Regions from separate parts of the Mus musculus genome. Here regions 2 and 3 are each linked to region 1. The links are chromatin contacts, called in public HiChIP or PLAC-seq and promoter capture Hi-C maps. All regions are on one chromosome and are shown on one strand. Each heading gives the region's core, a stretch centred on a gene start, on an enhancer-like site or on the middle of the called end of the contact. The rest is flanking DNA. Distances are from core to core; before and after follow the strand shown.

Evidence for each region. Promoter capture Hi-C pulls out the DNA fragments that hold promoters and counts their contacts. HiChIP or PLAC-seq counts read pairs in DNA pulled down with a chosen protein or histone mark.
Region 2: an H3K4me3 HiChIP or PLAC-seq map of bone marrow-derived macrophages shows a contact between it and region 1, with 3 times the contacts expected there. The contact joins the enhancer-like site here to the promoter of Pygo2 in region 1. A contact is called at or near these places in 1 of 39 promoter capture datasets (embryonic stem cells), 12 of 484 Hi-C or Micro-C datasets (B cells, the G1E-ER4 cell line, the N1E-115 cell line and 7 more), 14 of 115 datasets of contacts at active chromatin or transcription factors (astrocytes, bone marrow-derived macrophages, embryonic basal ganglia and 8 more) and 2 of 9 other capture datasets (embryonic stem cells and macrophages).
Region 3: a promoter capture Hi-C map of macrophages shows a contact between it and region 1, with 6 read pairs. The contact joins the promoter of Adar here to the promoter of Pygo2 in region 1. A contact is called at or near these places in 1 of 39 promoter capture datasets (macrophages), 4 of 484 Hi-C or Micro-C datasets (the G1E-ER4 cell line, bone marrow-derived macrophages and embryonic stem cells), 13 of 115 datasets of contacts at active chromatin or transcription factors (acute myeloid leukemia, astrocytes, bone marrow-derived macrophages and 9 more) and 5 of 9 other capture datasets (adipose tissue, embryonic stem cells, liver and 2 more).

Annotation. Positions count from the first base shown.
Region 1 is chr3:89,427,870-89,432,252 of GRCm38.p6, reverse strand. Pygo2 (pygopus 2) reads right to left here and starts at 2,039. Exons shown (of 3, transcript NM_001293768.1): 1 at 1,524-2,039; 2 at 1,077-1,126. The coding sequence starts at 1,626. Shc1 (src homology 2 domain-containing transforming protein C1) reads right to left here. Exons shown (of 12, transcript NM_001113331.2): 12 at 2,224-3,936. The coding sequence ends at 3,808.
Region 2 is chr3:89,856,470-89,860,852 of GRCm38.p6, reverse strand. It overlaps She (src homology 2 domain-containing transforming protein E), which reads right to left. Exons shown (of 6, transcript NM_172530.3): 6 at 2,007-4,383. Among named protein-coding and RNA genes, the nearest start is that of Gm46811, 13 kb to the left of the region's middle. Within about 2 kb of position 2,517, at least 35 of the 459 cell types and tissues checked have an H3K27ac peak or open chromatin away from gene starts, as enhancers often do. A contact at or near this core is called in bone marrow-derived macrophages, cerebral cortex, cortical neurons and 1 more, where this site is marked.
Region 3 is chr3:89,728,166-89,732,548 of GRCm38.p6, reverse strand. It overlaps Adar (adenosine deaminase, RNA-specific), which reads right to left and starts at 1,831. Exons shown (of 15, transcript NM_001146296.1): 1 at 1,711-1,831. The coding sequence starts at 1,738.

The DNA.
Region 1 (4,383 bases), core at 790-3,289:
AAGGCAGATAGGGTTGGAGGGATAGCTCAGTGGTTAAGCACCAGAGTGATTCCTAGTACCCATGTTGGAGGGATCACATCTCTGGCCTCTCACACATCATATAGCTAAATGCAACAACAACAACAACAACAACAACAATAATAATAAATATCAAAAATCACAAAAAATACAAAACCCAGGTCTGACCTCAAAGTAATTACTTTTTAAATTTTTTAAATTTTGAGACAGTATCTTTTATAACCCAGGCTGACCTTGAACTTCTCACTGTCCTCATCCCCCTACCTCTGTTTCTGGGATGTATATATCTGGTTTATAAGGTCCTGGAGTTTGAACTCATGGTTTTGTGCACAATAGGTAGGCTGGCACTCAGAATATTTGTTTGTTTGTTTGTTTGTTTGTTTGTTTAGAGTTTCTCTGTGTGGCCACCCTGGCTGGCCTGGCCCAGGAAGTATTTAATTTTATAAAACTAGTATTTTCCTCAATTTTTATAATATAAACGGTTAAAGCACTGTAGCATTATGACACTTAGAAAAGATTCAGTAAGCTGAGCCTGGTGATACATGCCAGTCATACCAGCAACAAGAATCCAGGCTGGAGAAATGGCTCACGGGTTTAGGGGCACTTGCAGCTCTTGCAGAAGCCCTGGGTTCTGTTCCCAGCACCCACGTGGTAGCTCACAGATGCCTCTCCTCCAGAGTTCTGGGAAAGGGACCCCGCACTTGTCCAGAGGGTCCCCAGCACTACAGAAACCAGTATGGCGGTGCACATCTGGAATCCCATCACTTTGGTAAGCCAAAGCAGGAATATCATAAAGATCCAAAGCCATCCTTAGCTACACGGCAAATATGAAGCCAGTCTGGGACACAAGAGACCTTGTCTCAAAAAGGAAGGGAAAGGAGCTGGGCTAAACGCTGTCATCAAGACAGAACTAGGATCCGAAAGGAAAAAGAAGGAAGAGTATTTCTGTTTTTTTCTTGACCCTGCACCTGGTGGAAAGCACAAGAGGGCAGCCAGGTACACAGCTAGACAAAGCAGGGGGGGCTTCTACGATACTCCCACCACAGACCCCCATTTACCTGAGTATTGGACTTTCTTCGCTTCTTTTCAGGGCTCTTCATTTGCAGACCTAGAAGAGCAGCAATGGGCAGACGGAGGCAAGTTTTCCCGAGGTTTCTACAAGTCTCTTTCCTCCCAGCCACTCTCCAGACTCTAACTTCCACGTACACTTGCTTACTTATTTAAGAAACAGGGGTGAGATATGAAAAATGGCTAGTATGACTATACTCTCAGCTACGTCTTCCTGCAAATCAAAGATAACCCAATCTCTTGAAACTACCAGGTTTGTCTCAATTCAGTGTCATCCAAAACCTGAAGTGTTCTGTGACACCTGTCTCCAACCACTGACCCTTCTCACCTGAGGCTACCTCCAGGCTCCTAGGCAACCTCCCCCATCCCCCAACCGTTCCATCCGAGGTTCCAGGGTCCCGGGCCTCAACAGCCCCTGCCCTTCTCTGCGCTCTCACCGGCCTTGCCCTGCTTCCTCCCGGTGCTGGGCGGCGCGGGGGGCGGTGCGGGGCCGCTGCCTCCCTCCAGCTTGTCCGGTGGGGGCGGCGCCGAGGCGGCCATGGATTGGGGACCCGAGTCAGCGTCGGCGGGGGATGGAGGCGTCCTCGGGCCGCACCATCGCCCGGAGGGGAGTCAGGGGCAGCGCAGCCCCCCCGAGCAGCAGCAAGCCCTAGCCACGCCGAGGGGGAAAGCACAGAGCCGTTGCACCAACTGCGCGCCTGCTCCAGACTCACCGCCCGCCCGCAGCCACAGCAACCGGAACCGGAACTCCAATGGGTCACCACCACGGAACGCGGTGGGGAGGGAAAGCAGGGAAGGGCCCAGACGCCGCACCCAGGAAGGCTGGGCCTCGCCACGCCACTCCTCCGAAGTGCGCCTGTCGCCGCCCAGCTAGCCCGGTAGCAGAGTGGAACGCACCACTCGACAGGGGCCGTGCGAGCTGCGGGTGGGCCTGGGGGCGGTCCGGACACGCCCCTTCCCGCCGCGAGCCAGTCGCCTTGCAGATACGTCCCTACCGCACAGCCTCGCAGCTCCCCAAATCTCTGCAAACTGGTGCCTGCGGGCTGGCGCTGGCTTGGAGCCCACTGGACCTAGCCCAGATGGGGTCCGTCACCACCTCCCACAGACAGCCCCCATCAATCAGACTTTCCAGAGGAGTTGAGAGGCCGAGGTAAAAGAAATACGAACTTTAATGAAGACTATTTCCCTTTGGTATAAGACATCCAAACCAAAAATTTGGCGACCATTCCTTGTCCAGAAAGCCTACACACAGAGTGAGCTTGCAAGGTTTCTGTGCTGGCTGCAGCTGCCCGAAAGCAGAAGGTAGGATCTAAAACTATCACATCATAGTCCCACAACACTGCTCAGCCAAATTTCTGCTCAGTTGTCTTGGCGAAAAAGAAAAAGGGGGGGGGGAGGAGTGGGGTACAATCCTGTCCTAGTTAAGGCCAGGGAGTAAAATCCCAACAGTTGTTTAAAAAAAAAAATAAAAGTTTGGAAAAGTCATCGAGGTGATGTATAAATGTAATTGATTATCATAATTCTGTGCTCAAAAGTCAGCAATGAAAAACAAAACCAGGAAAATAAATCTACAGCCCTAAAATGTATACATGTTTTTTAAAAAAGAGAGTGCAGTTCCAGACCTGCAAATGGTATTGGGGATTGTCTACTGCTTCAGTCTTATTGCCTCCACAAAACCCACACTGACTGTACACACCCTGGAGGCCCAAGTCAGACGCACACACCTATCCCAAAGGAGGGAGGCAGGATGGGGTTACAGTGAGGGCTATACTTTGGCTGTAGACTATAACACACATGCAAACATGGGAGGAGCAGGCTTGAGAAATGTATACAGACCCCTTGGAGGAAAGGCATTGAGGTCAGGAGGCACTGAGCAAGATGGGTCCAGTCCTGCCCCTCCCCGCTACCATCAGGAAGAAGGCTCTGGGGTAATCGCTCTTTTTGGTTTTTGGAGACAGGTTCTCTCTCCATAGCCCTGGCTGTCCTGGAACTCACTCTGTTGTAGATCGGATGGCCTCACAATTCCTCCTGTCTCTGCCTCCTGAGTGCTGTGATTAAAGGCGTGCGCCACCATATTCAGGCTTGGGGCAATCTCTTAAGGGCTGCACATCCGAAAGGCAGAGCAGATAGCGGCCACTCCTGTCCCTATTCTCCCTAGACACAGGAAGGGGTGCTGAATAGGACAGGGCTCCAGAAGCCAAGGTGGCAGTAACCCCTGTCCACACGTGAAGGGCCTGAGAACTCTGCATTAAGTATCTGCAGACCTATGATAGTCAAAGGCACAAAGTTTAAGGGGAAGCAGAGGGAGTGGGATATGTTATGCGGGATCTGGGGTACCCTGAAGACCCAGGAGTAAACCAGAGGTATAATTATTTCCCTTCCCCCAAAGGGCAGTTGCTCCACTGGGCCTATCATCACAGGGCATTTTCCATTATAAGAACCCACCCTTTGGGGGGGAAGGGCATCAGGTTGGCACAGGCAAGGCCCAGACAAGGGACCACTCTGCACATTAATACTTTGGTGAAGTTTGGCCAGAGGCAGGATGCTACCCCAGGCTCCTTACTGAAACCCTCTTTTTCTCTCTCTCAAGTGGGCACTAAACCCATGTCCTCGTTGCTCCCAGTTCCCACCCAAGGCCAGACCCACAAAACAGAGGTCCCACAAGTTAGAGAATACGGGAGACGGAAATGGAGAGCATCCTGTTGGAGAAGCTGAGAAGGATCACACTTTCCGATCCACGGGTTGCTGTAGGCACAGTTCGCTGCCCGCAGAGATGATGGGCAAGTGATTGTCCATGTGGTAGCTGATCAGGTGACTGACACTCTCAAAGCGGTGATCCTTTGTCCGAACCTGGGAGGCAGGGAGAGAAGGTTGGGTCAAGAGAAGAGCTCAGGAAGACTGAGGAAGGCGGGCCAGCAGCCGTGATTATCCAGGCATCTTTACAGAAAAGACAGTCACATGGGTGGGAATGGGCAGTGAACTGGGCGAAGGGGAAGGAGACCAGAAATCACGGAAGCTGACAGTGAAAATTCTGACTTGAAGGAAGCTGGTGTCTCTCAAAAGTGACACAATGCAAAACCAAGGTGGAAAAAATGCTGAGAAGAGAAAAGAAACTGAGCAGAGCGGTGGCGGCACAGCCTTTAATCCCAGCGCTGGGGAAGCAGGGCAGGCGGAGCGCTTCAGTTCGAGGTCAGCCTGGTCTACAGAGTGAGTTCCAGGGCTACACAGAGAAACCCCGTCTTGAACCTCACCACCACCCCTCCCCTAAAAAAAAAAAGAAGAAAAAGAAAAGAAACC
Region 2 (4,383 bases), core at 1,268-3,767, 430 kb before region 1:
AGAGATGGCTCAGCTGCTAAAGGCTAGGCTCACAACCAAAATATAAGGGAGTAGAGGTGTGTTTTCAAAACTCAGTATTTATTCTGATTTTAGTGTATGAGTGCTTGCTTGAATGTATGACCACAGAGCCCATAGAGGTGTGGCTCCTGTGGAACTGCTGTGAGCCACATACGTGCTGGGAAGGGAAGTCTGCCCAAGCAGCCGTGCTCTAAGCCTGAGCATCCCCTGGACCTCACCTTACTGACCCTGTTCTGCAGACATGAAGGGTTCTGCAGGTGGAGTAGATGACCTGGAAGGGAAAGTAGAGGTGTGGCTTGGCATGGTGGCACACACTGGCTATCCCAGGACTAGGATGGTAGAGGCAGGGGGACCTTAAGTTTGTAGAGGCTTGGACTACATTAAAAAACAAAAACCAAATAAACACCACCACCACCCTGTCTCAACACCAACACTGACAAGCAAACACCTGGATTTGAGGCAGACCTGGTCTGCCCGTTGCTTCCCATGTGACTAACCCAGGACACATTGATCAGCTGAGCATTGAGATCCTTATTTGAAAAAGGAGGCTCCTTACACCTTCGCCCCTTCACAGTGCAGGAATCCAACACTCAGGACCTGAACCTGGGCTCTTACAAATATGTTCAGTCTGAATTCTAAAAAAGCATTACTCTGACTCCCCAGATGGGGCAGAAGGAGCATTGCTGCATGTAAACATCCTCTTTCCTTACACACGAATTCAGAAAACTGATAGGTACTTACAGCACCTGGTGGCAAATCGTAGCTATGCTCAGTAAGACCAGATGCTAGATGGCTCAGTGGTGAAGAGGACCAACTCCACTCCCAGTACCACATCTGGGGATCCAGAACCCTCTCCTTCATCTGCAGACACTGCACACATCCACACAAATAAAAATAACCAGGGCTGGAGAGAGGCTCACCAGTTAAGGGCACATACACGTCCATGTGCTAACTACTGCTTGTAGCCCTTGCTCCAAGGGACTGGATGCCTCTGGTCTCTGCAGAAAGGTGCACATACCAACCACCCCTCTTCACATCACTAAAAATTGGAAAAAAAGCCGGGAGTGCTGGAGGCACTTTAACCCCAACTGTGGAGAGGCAGAGACGGGGGTAACTCTGAGTTCATGGCCAGCCTGGTCTAAAAGCAAGTTCCAGGACAACAGTTATATAAGTAAAATTCATACACATACATACATTCACACACACAGAAACATACATACACAATCATACATACATATACTCACAGACACATACATATACACACAGGCACACACACATAAACATATATTCACACACTCACCCACATATATACACATTAATACACATATATACAAACTCACATATATACATACACATACATACACTCACACATAGACACACATACACACATATACACACACACAGACACTCACACACACATACACACATACATACAAAAACACACACTCATACTCACAAACACACACACACAGACACATACAGACACATACACATACACACACACCTACACATATACACTAATACACACATACACACACACACATACACTCTCTCACACCCATTCACATGAATCTAATTGTGATGCTCAAAGGAGGAGAACAAAGGACATGCTGGGGAAGACTAAGCCACAGAGGAGAACCACACTGCTCTGTATTCTCCAGGGATACAGAGTGGCAGGGCTGTAGAGGGAGAAGTGAGGGGGAGGCTCAGCTGCTGGCTGTTCGTTGCGTTGGAACACTCTGGCATCAGCAGTTTCACAGAACACTCCAGTAGGTGTCTGCACAGGAAGTACTTTTCATGAAGGGAGGCGATTGTCAGGATGAATGGGACCAATTCACTGAGCGGGGTACAGCTCAGTGGCAAAACCCTGGCACATGCAACCCAGCTCCACAACACAACAAAACCAGCAGACAGACCCACGACCGACGGACAGACTGATGGACCGACCAACCAACCAACCAAAACAGCAACTAACTGAACAAAGCAAATGACTGTTTTCCTGGCAAAGCATTTATTGAAAGTAACACTTCAGGGTAAACCATCTTCCGGAAGGCACACAGCTACGCTGACCGGTGAAGAGAGCCAACAATTTATAAGATTCCATTATAATAACAATTGCCAAGGCACCTGCATTACAACCTTTTAAATATTTTAAAAAGTTAAAATGACGTATCAGTTGATATTTTAAATGTAAAATCCTCCTGACAGCATTTGGAACAGCTAAGAGCTTAACAGAATGATTCCTGCCTCAATGATCTGTTGACAGAGCAGTCTTCAAAAATAGAATTAAAATTGTGAACAACATGACCCAGCCTAGGTCCAGGGGAAGACTAGGAGTCAAAACACCCTTTCTACAGTAAAGGGCACATTTCAAGATGGCAACTGCTGTGTCATCGTTTATTTTGATTTATGGACTGTATCAAAAATCCTTGAGACAAACTACCCTAAATGCACCCTTGTTTCTCAACTGCAGTTTTTTTCTTGTCCCAGTAGATGGCAGTAGAACACCATCTTTCATTGCATAGGGTCCATGAAGCCGGGAAGCTAAATTACAGGGAAGGCTCTTACAGGTCAAGTTTCTTCAAGGCCAAGTTAGTGGGATGTAGGTGGCAAAGAGAAGACAAAAGATTGATCCCAAGGGAGTTTACGGTTAAATGGGTGCTGGCTACAGAAGACAGAAAGACGACCAATGGCTGTCTGGTCCCAGGAAGGGAGCAATGAAATCCTAAGTTTCAGAAGCATGTACAGGGGGCATGAATCTAGATGCACTGGCTTCTTGACTGAGGCCAGGAAAAATAAGTCATTAGCTCCTAACGAAAATGTTAACAGACTCATCTAGTAAGCAAAGAATGACTTACAGTTGTTCTTGAATTAAACATTAAGACCTATCCAACAGGGGCAACACTGGTAAATAATCTAAACACCAAACAAGGACTATTAAGGTAGGACCTGTGTTGAGAAGAGCCAGCTTTCCCTACTGGTTCTCTGCCCAGCTCCCCTTCCTGTGGCAGAGACCAGTGACTGAACTCCAGCACCACAGACGCAGACTCTAAACGGCCAACAATACAGGCTGTTCTTACAGATGCCTATTAAAGCATTCTCAGTAACCGGAAGGGACACCTGTTTCTTTACCACCACTTGCTTTTGTGCATACTCACTAGACTTCCTCCATTGTTTCTATTCCTTCATTCAGGTTTTTAAAAAGTTTATGTGCATGAATGTTTTGCTTGTATGTGTACCATGTTCCTGCCCAGTACCCTCAGAAGCCAGAAGAGGGCGCCAGATCCCCTAGACCTGGACAGCATGTGGATACTGGAACTAACCAGGGTCTTCTACAAGTGCAGCATTTTCCACCTCTGAGCCATTTCTTTGGCCCAAGGTGTAACCCAAGAGTAACCTCTAATTCAACTCCTCCTGTCTCTGCCTCCTCAGCACATCCTACTGGCCAGCGCCCCCTCAGACAGTGATTAGAATACATCTGGACAGAATCTGCTATGCTATTACAGGAAGTAGAAATGCCCTTTGCCTTCCTGTATTCTTTTTGGAGACACCCTTGCTCTATTGCCAAGGTTAGTTTTGGACTCTTGGACCTCCTGGACAGCTGGATGGATTACAGATGCCTTCCGTTCTCAGGGGTCCCTGTCTAAGTCCATACTCTGGAACAAAGAAAGCAGTTTTTTTACAAATAAGTTTTGCTAAAGGAGAAAAAGTGGACAGCTCTCTAGATGCTATAGATGTTCACAGCATCTTGAGGGTTCACCAGAAGAAACACCCCCCCCCCAGACAGAATCAATTCAAAGGAATAAAGATAACAAGAAAATACCTTTATCAGGAAGAAAAGGACAAAAAGCTCAATCTTTTGGAGCTCGGAGGACAAGCCCCAGCTGGCAGGCTCACCAGTGAGTGGTTAGGACACCCTGCTGCGCTTAATTGTTTTTAGCACGGTAGGATAGGGTACTTTATGCTACCACCCAGCTGTGAGTCCCCTGGCTCCTGTCAGCTTGTGTCACAACCTAAGAAGAAAATAGCAGCTTTAACATCTCCCTCACTGGCCTTCCACTAGTCTACAGTATTTTTGCTTTTTATAGCCCCATGCCCTACCATGAAGACTGGACTATATATAAACTCTGTCTCCTCCACTTTCACTCATGTAAAGCAAATATGGAGGGAGCACGCTCAGGCGTGTGGCAGAGGCCAGGTGACACCGACCTGCCAGGCCGGTGTTCATCAGAGTCATGAGGCGTGTGCCCAAATCCTTCCCCACCCAGAAACATTTTATGATATTCTTACCATTAAAGACAACGGCTCCATTTGCTGAATAGGGAGGGCTAAGCAAAAAAATAAGGCTTCATGGCTAGAATGCTG
Region 3 (4,383 bases), core at 582-3,081, 300 kb before region 1:
GTAAGTTAAGCTTTCTTCTGTTGAAAAGAAAAAACCTGGTTTGGGGGGGGGGGGAAGAGAAGGGAGAGAGAGAGAGAGAGAGAGAGAGAGAGAGAGAGTGAGTTCATATATGCACAAACACTAGAATAGGCACAGAAGAAATGAAACTAAGGAATTTACTCAGTTATTTCGGGGAGGTAGGACCAGAGAAGGAAACAGAACATGTAGTGCTATCTCTGACGTGGCTCACAGCCTTCCTGACTCGCCTGAAGGCTACAGGAGCTGGGCCACAGCCTTCTGTCGTGACTGGCAATCTTACCATCCTAACATATAATATCAAACATGGCTCTTCAAACACCATTCTAATCCTGCCTTCCATCTCTAGGACCAACAGATAAGTCCTTTGTCTTTACCATCTATGATCCATAGGTGCATACTGTAGTATATGTAAAAAGTGCTTTCCTTCAAGTCAGATGCCTGCAATATTTTGAGGGAAGGTAGACACACACACACACACACACACACACACACACACACCATTAAGAGCTGGGGAGATGACTCAGTGAGTAAAGCGTTTGCCACACAATCTTAAGGACCTGAATCTGAATCTCCAGAACCCAAGAAAAACAAAACAAAACACAGTGTGGTATAAAAATCAGTAATTGTGAGACACTTGAGGGTATAGGGGACCAAGAAGAAAAATTCCTGGAAGCCTGAGGGCCCAGTTCCGAGGCTGTCCTTTGTCGTAGAAAGAAGTACAAGTGTGCCTGTACATCTGCAACATTAAAAGTTGGTTGTTGGAGTAGGGTTTTTTTGGTTTGTGTTTTTGAGGCCATCTACACAGCTTTGGCTGGCCTGGGACTCAGAAATACCTGCCTCTGCCTCATGAGTACCATCATACCCCCCAAATTACAACACACACACACACACACACACACACACACAGTAGTAGAGCATTTGCTTATCAAGTGTGAGGCTATTGGTACATCCCATATAGCTTTTTAAAATTTTGAAGGATAAACCTGGGTGGGACATGCCTGCAATTCCAGCTCTAGGGAGAAAAGACTGGTGGCTTGCTCAAGGGCAATCAAGGCAACACAAGACAAGTAGAAACTGCCTCAAAAGCAAACAAACCAGCATGGTCAAACCAAGGCAAGGAACAGTCCTAATCCCACCACAGGGTCAGTTTCCATCCCCGCTGCTTTCCAGAATGACAGATCCAGTGCTGTGCACAGCATGAATCCTCGGAATCTGGGTTTTTCTGTTCAGAACGTTGCAGCTGGGGCTCATGTACGACATCACAAGTTCATTTTAGTGCTAAGTAGAATTCCACGAAGCTTACCCAGTGCGCTACAGAAAGACACCCTTCTTGGCCATAAAGCAAAAGACTTCCCCCTGCTGGTTAGTTGAGATAATTTAAATTTCTCAGGAAGTTGAAAAAGCAAAGAGGATCATGAGAAAAGTTGCTCATGTTGGGCTATAGCGGCTCAGCAAGGCATCAGGGGTCTTAGCAGAAAGAGAAGGGGTGTCTGCCCCGGCCTGGGTCCTTGTCTGGCTTAGACGCTGGTCTATCTTCTGACCAGCCTCCTTCCTGAGACTGCTCAAAGCTACAAGAACTAACTGAACAGAAATCCCCAGAAGGGCTGGCAGTTCGGCTTGAGAAGGAGAACGTGACCCTCGTAATTCACACTACGCGAGCCAGATATGAGGGTGCAGACCCCGCGGGCTTACCTGTGGGTCCCCTGAACCCTTGAGACATAGTGCCGGCAAGGCCCGCACCTGTGGCCGTAAGATGGCTGGCTCCCCAGAGTTCACTTTCGTTTCCTTGAAAAGGCTTCCCCGCCCAACTGTTGGGCCAAGAGGAGGGAGGGGTTTGCTCCCGGTAGCCGAGCAGCAGCATCCTGCCCACCATAAGGGCTGGGCCGCCGTAGTCCACGCCCACCGCCTTCCTCACCACTCCACCTCCACTAGCAGGGCACTATATACGTTCTCTGAGAGCTTGGGAGCTATTTACTTCACTGACAAGCTTATTTTTGTTCACGGTATTTTGGAAAGCTTCACTCAACAGCGCCCTCTCCGCCCTGTGAGGAAGTTCCTTTTCCGTGTTTAATCCCTACTGCTTGCGAGATTTACAAGTCTGTCCACTCCTAGAGTGACCATTGGCCAATGCCCTGTCCCCACTAGCCTGTCCTTCATTCCCCCTGTTGGCTGCTCCAAACTTCCTATCTTTTTGTAGATAAAATTCTTTACCTTCACGTATTCTGTTCTTTAGCCTAGAATGTTCCTCCCCCTTTCCTTGTTTTGTTTTTGAGACTTCAGAGGAATTCCACTTCCATATCCCTGGGTACCTGATGCGTTTGTACCAGTGTCAGCACCCAGCACATGGTGCAAGTAGGCCAGCATATGGCAGTCTGGGCATCTAGTGTATGCTACAACGTCAGCACCCAGCAGCACACACAGTGTAAGTAGAAGCCCCAGCATGTAGCAGTCTGGGCAAGATGGATGGCTCAAAAGTCACTCCCAATCATGTCCTCCCTGTTTGGTATAGCTGCCTGCCTTCAGTGCTCCCGGGGGCACTCCAGTGGGCAGGGCTGTTCTCGCCTATATCCCCTGCACAGTGAGTCCCAGACAGTCATAGGTGAGTGGATAATAGTGCACTCTAAGTAAAACAATTTGCGGAACAGAAACTTGGGGGGGGGGGGATAAAAAATGGCAATCAACACAGGAAAAGAGCTCAATCTTGTGCCATCAGGGAAACTCAGGAAAGGTCACAGTGAGTAGGTGTTCTTGTCCACTCACCAGTGTGGCACCATTAACTAGCACATAGGAGGACCAAGAAGGAGCAACCCCAGTCACTGCAGGAAGTCATTACTTAGAAACACACCCCATGGTTTAACCATTATATGCATTTAGCAGGATAAGCTACACAACACTGAAAGCAATCAAACTAAAATAAGCAGATGTTCCCACCTTAGGATATTACACAGCAATTGAAGTAAAAACCACAGCCAAATGCAGCAGATGGGAAACAATGTAACAATACTGAAAGAAGACCTCCTGTCCCAAACCAAGCAAAACCAAGGTCAATCATGTATTGCACAAGACAGGTTCAAGTCCAAGGCATTCTAAATGGAAGGAATGTTCTGGGGGCTAATGATCCACTGAGGACCCGCAGACAGTCTCATTCCTAAACTTTGTCTCGCTCCCTTGATAACTGTCCTAACTCTCCCAGCCTCACTAGGTGGCACCTCCACTGCAACCTGGGGCTGTTTACCTTTTCCAGGTTTTCCCCTCAACTGGAGGGCCTTGGGAACAAACAGGTGACAGTCCTGTCACAAGCAGCTTACTTCCCTAGGAGCTTGGGAGCCTCCTGCCAGGTTCCAATTCAGAGGGCTACTCCTTAGTCACCACCCAAATAACTAACTCAGTTGTGTCTAAAATAAGGTATCACAACCTCCCCCTTGGCGCTTGCAGGCCAGGAAGATTTATTTATTTTATGTATAGGAATACACTGTAGCTATCTTCAGACACCCCAGAAGAGGGCACCAGATTCCATTACAGATGTTGTGAGCCACCATGTAGTTGGTGGGAATTGAACTCAAGATCTCTGAAAGAGCAGTCAGTGCTCTTAACCACTGAGCCATCTCTCCAGCCCCGAAACATTCATTTTCTAAACTCACAGGGCCTTCCCCAGCAGTCTAACTTGCTCAAATAATCTGGGAGGCTTTCAGGAGACAAAAGAATGATGTATCACCTAGCTATACCGACCCTGAGAGATGTTCTACAGATGTTGATAGCCACAACCAGCTTTTGGTTTTGTTTTGTTTTTGAGACAGGGTCTCATACAGTTCAGGGTCACCTAAAACTCCTCCAATATACAGCTAAGGCTGACTGACTCTGAGCCCTTATAATTCTGTCTCTCCCTTCCAAGGGCTTCTAATTTTGAAATTACTAGAAAGCAAGAACTGTTTTGGGTAGCTGTCCCCCTTCCCCCCAAAAAAGAGGTCTCCAGAAGAAGGGACATCCTTTTATTACTGAGTCAGAGTTCTCCAGTAAATGAAAGGAAAAGACGTGTATGCCAGTAAGGTTAGTGGTTACATAATAAAGTTATAATATTAACGACAATGCCAAAACAACTGTCAGAACAACAGCTAACAGTCCTGTATAGACCATTCCGAGTGCACATCACGCACATTTAGCTTCATGGGCAGCCCACAAAATAACTCTCTAAACCCTATGGCTCTATGTATTAAATCCTGTCTGGTACTCAAGCTGTTTGTCCTATGCAAGCTCAGTCCTGTGAGTAGTACTTGGTCAGCTGCTGGGGTGGCTCTGGCCAGTAGAGACTCAGCTATTGGCCCACATCTGGGCCCCTCTGAGTTAGGACTCAAGGTAAGGGATTCT